Regions from separate parts of the Columba livia genome. Here region 1 is linked to region 2. The links are chromatin contacts, called in public Hi-C maps. All regions are on one chromosome and are shown on one strand. The core of a region is the stretch at or near the end of the contact, and the rest is flanking DNA. Distances in the headings are between cores, read along the strand shown. Region 1 has its middle 44 kb from the start of SWAP70. Region 2 holds the start of SWAP70 (switching B cell complex subunit SWAP70).

The links. A called contact is a pair of places that touch in the nucleus more often than the background predicts.
Region 1: a contact with region 2 is called in a Hi-C map of crop, with 4 times the contacts expected there. The contact joins the enhancer-like site here to the promoter of SWAP70 in region 2. A contact is called at or near these places in 2 of 2 Hi-C or Micro-C datasets (crop and liver).

What each region holds. Positions count from the first base shown.
Region 1 is chr5:57,615,147-57,618,436 of bColLiv1.pat.W.v2, reverse strand. No RefSeq gene overlaps it. Among named protein-coding and RNA genes, the nearest start is that of SWAP70, 44 kb to the right of the region's middle. Within about 2 kb of position 1,611, at least 1 of the 3 cell types and tissues checked has an H3K27ac peak away from gene starts, as active enhancers do.
Region 2 is chr5:57,570,441-57,573,755 of bColLiv1.pat.W.v2, reverse strand. SWAP70 (switching B cell complex subunit SWAP70) reads right to left here and starts at 1,386. Exons shown (of 12, transcript XM_021299208.2): 1 at 1,171-1,386. The coding sequence starts at 1,269.

The DNA.
Region 1 (3,290 bases), core at 362-2,861, 44 kb before region 2:
CAGAGAAACTTTGGTAACACAGATAAAGTGTTTTTACATATTAGAGCTTCAAAATTGTTAGAACAGTTGAAAAATCCTAATTGCCTTTACTAGACAAGAAAAAAACAGTGAAGAAAACATTTTGGATTGCAGAATTAATGAAACTGGGAGCTGAAGATCAGTTTCCAAGACCAACAACATATTCAGGGAGTCCTGTTGTATTTGCAAGTTTAACAAATACTTGAGCCTTACGCAAGTGATTTGCACCTACCTGCAAAACTTGTTGCTCTGAGTTGCAGAACTTAATCTCTGAAAACTGTCCGGTGATGCAATGTGCAGGTCAGTCATGTTTACATTTACACTGGGATGTTTCTGGGGCTCCAGGTACACAGTGGAGGGGAAAACCTACCTGGGTTTGATTCAGCAGCCTGGATTAGAGATGACAAAAGAGGCTTTGGCTGGATTGCAGCGTGACTCTGTGACTACTGGCTTCATTTTCCTGAGACTTTGTGAGAAGCTACATGGTGATTTAGCTTCAGTTAATCAGAGAGCTAAAGGCTGCTTCAACTTGTGGTTGTTACCCAAGAGCTGAGCGGAGGATTTCTGGCCACCGGGGATCACGCATGATGGTGGAGGAGCCGGAGGTGCCCCAGCAAGGGGCTGGCAGGGAATGGTGCCGGGGGATCTGGTCGTGCTGGGGTTGTCCTGGTACACGTGGCCCTTTCCGAGGCCTCATGTAGCAATCTCTGTTTTGCATCTTGTAGACACAATTTCAGTTTATCATAGTATCGCTTAGAGAGCTCTCTTTATAGGGACAGCTGGGTATTTTGCAGACATTTCTTAGTCTGTGTGCTTTTTGTGTGGATAAATATCACTCGTGTTTCTTCAATGGGCAACTGAGGCATAAGGAGGTTAAGGGACCTGACGAAGGTGTTAGCAAGTCAAATGGTTTGGAATTTTGTAGCTCTCAAATATCATCTTTCTAAAACAGGAAACCCTCTCAGGACTAGTAGGTTTTCATTAAAACAACAGTTCAAACCTGTCTATCTTGATGTATCAGGAAAAGGAGGAATGTAGAAAATGTGAGAGTTAGCTTAGTCTCTCTTAAACTAAACCACCAGGTTCACGTTCCTATGGAGAAACAAATACCCAGCAGGCATCATGGTGTCTTTGATTTATTTTTGGAAGTTGAAAATTCCCCTTTTGGTGTCTGAGCTAAGAAAAAAACAAGGATTTTGTGGGCCAACTAAAGGTTTCTAGAGGAAAAAAACCTCTAGTCCCACTTCTCAAGAGCTTATGACAGGAGCAGTTAAGCTAATGTAATCCAACTTAGCCTCCCCTACATTTCAAAATTGGATTAAAGTTCATAAGTTGTTGAGGGAAAATGTTACCCAACAGAGTAACTGTATGACTCTTAAATTAGCGTCAGGCCCTTGCAGCTGTGGGTGCAGACCCTGGTCTCAGTCACCTGAATAACTCAGGGTAACTGATGTGCCTGGAGCACATGAGGGGTTGATGTGCATCCGCTGCTGCTCAGCTGCTGCACGTCGGTGGAAGCCCACCAAGCTGTGATGACTGGGTATGCTGGCGACACCTTGTCGATCATAGCCTGCCTGGTCTTCACTCTTTTTGCTTTTCTTTGGTGATATAGGTCATCCATAACTGTAAGAAAAGGTTTTGGTTTGGTGTTGCATGTGCTTTTCTTGCAAAGGAAGAGTGTTTTTTCCCTCCCGCAGTAGCAGTGTCTTGCTGCACGTACACAAGTGACGCAGCTCCAAGCATGCTACCAGCTCAGCCGTAAAAAACTCGCGTAGTACCGCATCTGTGTGAATCTGCCTTTCAAAACAGGATCCACAGATGTGATTAATTACAGCCCTGCAGGAGAGCTTTGCTCCCGTGAGTGGTTGCAGCAGGAGGGCGGCGCGGCGGGGTCCGGCTGCCATCTGGTGTCCGGGGGCCGTGGGGGCCGCAGCGGGACGGGGCCCCCGACGCATCCCCAAAGTCACCGTGGCCCGACGACAGGGCTGCTCAAGTGGTAACCTCTGGTCTACGTCCAAGCTGTGAGCAAATCCTGCCCAGACTCACCAGGGCCCCCCGCCACGGTATCTCCCGCATTCCTGCGGCAGATCTGGTATTTTTTATTGTTCTCCCCGTCTCTGGGGGAGCAGCTGCAGCTGCCTGGCCGGCCTGCCGGGGCAGGAGCTGGCGGAGTCCTGGGCTGCGGGTCCCAGAACTAGCCGGGGGCTTTGGAAAAATCATGTCAGTCTTCTCACCCTGCTTTGGCATGTAGGGAGCAGGGCTGATCAGGAGGGGTGAGATAAAAATGAGAAAAGAGCGGAAAACTGGAAGAGCAGCGAGTGGTTGTGCAGCACTGCTTGCCCGGAGCTGGTGGGGGCTCAGTGGGTGCTGCCCTGGGCCGGCACTCGCCTGGGAGCTCTCTGCTAAAATAGCTGCGCTGGTCTGCACCAGAGCACGTCTGCCGGCGGGTGGTGAACAATGCTGACTGGTACACGATCAGCTGGGCCACAGGGACACCAGGCAGGGTGACCGGTCAGAGCAGGGTGAGGAGGGGAGGCAGAGCTGTCTTCAAAGCCGTGCAGGGCTTGTCCGTGCTCTGCAGAGATGGCAGAGAAGTCGGGCAGCAGCCCAGCCTGGTGAGGGCATTTGGCACCTGGTGTGCTTTTCTTTTTTCGTTTTTCTTTGGTGAGCTGTTCTGCCAAGCTGGTTCTGGTTCCCTGCCCCATGCCGGTGCCTGGCTCTTGGCTGCCCATGCCGTGGAAATGCATTTCAAGGAATATATGCTCTGGGTTTTCTCCTACTGGCAGGGAGGATTTGCTGGCTGGAGGTGGCCTGAGAGCAGTTGTGGGTTTGGCTCTTGCCATCTGTAACGGTGACAGTGAACAGAGCATGCGGGAGCACTGGCAGGCAAGTTTATTCTGCAAACGAGGCCACATACAGCTACGCTGCAAGACCAGGCTTGGGGTGATGGTTGTTTCTGGACAGCTGTCTCCCCAGGATGGTCCGTGGGCCAGCAGTGACCCCCTTGGGCATCATGCAGCCCTCACAGGCAGGTGATGGCCATGCTGAAGCAAAACAGAAGACGCAGAAGATGCCACTTCTATCCCCACAGGCAGCAGCCCCACACCAAACGCCTGGGCCCCAGCATGCCATTCAGGGGGGGACTTGTGTGTGAGCAGGCTGTGCCCGCCCATCATTTCCCACCTTTTTGCTGGGAAAAAGCAGCCCAGGGCCAACACAATCTCTCCTGCGGGGTAAAAAGCCAGTGGTGAACTGGGGCGTGCTCCTCCCTT
Region 2 (3,315 bases), core at 137-2,636:
AATAAAAAAACGCCTCTCTGCAACCTACTTCAGTTAGTCTTGCAACACAAACATGTCGTCACCTGTAAAGGAGCCTCCTGCCTGACTCCTGCCACGCAGTCACTTCTGGACAAGCTGGACTGTACTTCAAGAGCCCAATGGCCCCGTACGAAGAAAAGGAGAAGAGGAAGAGGCTGCTTGCAGCACATTGCGTTTGGTGGACGCTTATTACATGAAGCCCAAAACAAAGCCCACTATCTGCCAACCACGCCTGCAGATCCTGCCGGCAGCATGGCCACCCTGGCTCTCCAAGTTAATCCCACAAAGGTCACAAACTTCAGCTAATTGTTGTGGTCACAGCTCCAGCACCAAGTACAAGGGCCCACAGTCTCCAGTGTCAACAGGTGTTACGTTCTTATTCAAAGTATTTATTTAGCAAGATTTCCACGTTATCCCCAGGCCAAGGTGGTCCCATAAAGCAAGGCCAAGATGGGATCGGATTCAGTGAGCTGCCTGAGAGCTCTTTTAAAAGCACAAACATTGCTTCAGCGTATAAGCTAAGGAAAGAATGGCACAGTTGGAGTCTCTTGACTAATTCTCCTGTTTATACCCAAATAAGAGAGCACTGTGAAACCTCACTCTCCCCTTGGCAAGCTATGAATTTCACTTGGACGCAGCCAACCCCTATAGATAGGACCTTATGGCTACCCCACAAAAGGTTTTGGCCAAAAAGGGTACCAAGGACACGCGTTTGAAAGCGGACCAGCAGCACAACAAGGGTTTGTGTCCTGACATCTTGGGGAGGACAATGCGCTTGCCTGGGCAGAATGGAAATCAGCCCCCTCGAGCACAAGGACCCACTCGCACAGGCTTTCCACGGGTCGGGGGTGACCAGGAGCCACAGCGACTGAGAACGCCACGTGCCCAACAACAGCCTCAACGGAGAAAATGCGGTTTATGGCCCCCGAATGGGCTTTGCAAACAAGTGCTCATGTCCCCTCAGGCAGCCCTGAGCGTGGCCACCTCAGACCGGCCCCAGGCCCGGCACCCCCAGGGCCCGTGTCCCGCACCCCTGCCCACAGCGGCTAACCCGGCCAACCCTCGCTCCCACACGGAGCCCCGGCCCACACCGCGTCCCTGGGCCCGCCACCCCTCTCTCCTCGCTGCCCCCGGCCCGGCCGCCCCGCTTGCCTTGAGCTGGGACTTGGAGACCTTCCCGCTGCGGTCGAGGTCGAGGGCGGTGAAGGCGTGCCAGATGGACTTGAGCAGCTCCTCCTTGAGGCCCACCATGGCCGGCCCGCCGCCTGCCGCCGCTCCCGCGGCCGCTCTGCCTGCTCCTCGCCCGGCCCCGCCACCGCCGTGCCCGCCCCGCACCGCCCCGAGGGCGGGTGCCCGGCCCTGCCCGGCTCCGCAGGCGCCGCCCCGGGAGCCGCGGTTCCCGCCTCAGCGGCGAGGGCCGAGGGGCCGGCGGGGCGGGAGCGGCCCGGGCGCGGAGGGGAGCGGGAGCTGCACCGGGCAGCGGCGGCCCCGCGAGGTACCGGCCCAGGCGAGATCCCGGCCCACGGCTAAACACACAGGAACACCGCGGGGGTTTCACAGTAGGATGCGCTCAGAGAGAAAAGTGACTTTCCTCGGAGGCTGAGTAAGCCCCAAGGATTTTAAAAAGCCGCTCACAACGAAGGCTGCGCACAGCTGGAGTGAGTGAACTTCAATCAGAAATAACGGGGGAAGGGCTAAAGTAAAAACTTCAGCACTACTTCCAGAGCAGGAGTGCTACAAAATCTCATCACAAGAAAGAAGTTTGGGCTTTTGTTTTGGGTTAGTTGTTTTGGTTGTTTTTGTGTTGTCCTCTTAAGTGCTGTGGGTCCAGACTGACTGGTGAGAGCAGCAGATCTGCCAGGACTTCAGTTGTCTCCAGACTCTGGGGCTTTGGGGCACAGTTAGTAGGTCTAGAGAGGTTCTCCTTCCCCTCTACTCCACACTGGTGAGACCACACCTGGAATATTGTGTCCAGTTCTGGGCCCCTCAGTTCCAGAAGGACAGGGAACTGCTGGAGAGAGTCCAGCACAGGGCAACAAAGATCATCAAGGGAGTGGAGCATCTCCCTTATGAGGAAAGGCTGAGGGAGCTGGGGCTCTTTAGCTTGGAGAAGAGGAGACTGAGGGGTGACCTCATTAATGTTTATAAATATGTAAAGGGTGAGTGTCATGAGGATGGATCCAGGCTCTTCTTGGTGACAACCAGTGGTAAGACAAGGGGCAATGGGTATACACTGGAATACAGGAGGTTCCATTTAAATTTGAGAAGAAGCTTCTCAGTGAGGGTGACAGACACTGGAACAGGCTGCCCAGGGGGTTGTGGACTCTCCTGCTCTGGAGACATTAAAAACCCGCCTGGACACCTTCCTGTGTAACCTCATCTGGGTGTTCCTGCTCCAGCAGGGGGATTGGACTGGATGATCTTTTGAGGTCCCTTCCAATCCCTGACATTCTGTGGTTCTTTCTAGCAGCTCGCTCAGTGCTATTTCTCTGCTCACAACACGGGGTTGCACCTGGGCCAGGAGGGGCAGGAAGGTGCTGCACCCTGTGTTGCTTTGAATACTGCACGTGAGATCACTCACAGTGCACAGCTCATGAGCAAGTGAAGGAGGATTTTCACAGATTTTAAGCAGATCCATTAAGATCCCGAATTCAAGACGCATAAACAAGGGGGGGGGGGAAGATTCTAACTTTTCTCCAATTTTAGTCTTCAGTCGACTGTGTAATCAGGACAAAAATAGCACTCTGCAAGTGAAATAGTTCTGGCAGGTGCAGCAAGATGACTTTGTAGCAGGTGTTGCTGCTTCATTGTATGATCCCAGTAAAAAAAGGCACATTCAGACTTTATAGTGTCACTTAAAATACCATTTATTGGAGTTAACACTATAATGGAGAGGACAGTATAGATAACCTTACGTTCATTCAGGTGCCAGGAACTCTGAGCTGTGCAGCATCAACCAGGTCTGATCAAGGTATAGCATGTCATGCAGGCCCTGCGCATGAAAAGGTGACACCATTTTGGTCATCCAAGCTACTGCAGGATTTTCTCACAATAAAACAACTATATGCATTGTTTCTACGGCCAAAAATAAAGGATGTTCACCCAAGAACCTGTTGCTGCACTCTTAGATAAAGGGCAGGCTATGCAGGGAGCATTATTGCAGGTACCAAGCGGGAGCTGCCCACAGGCTCCTCTGCTACAATCAACCAGGTAAATTCATCCCACAGCCACCGAACACACAGTCCCATGCAGACCAGTGTGGGGCAGCACGGGCTGAGCAGGCACAGGCCTAACTTA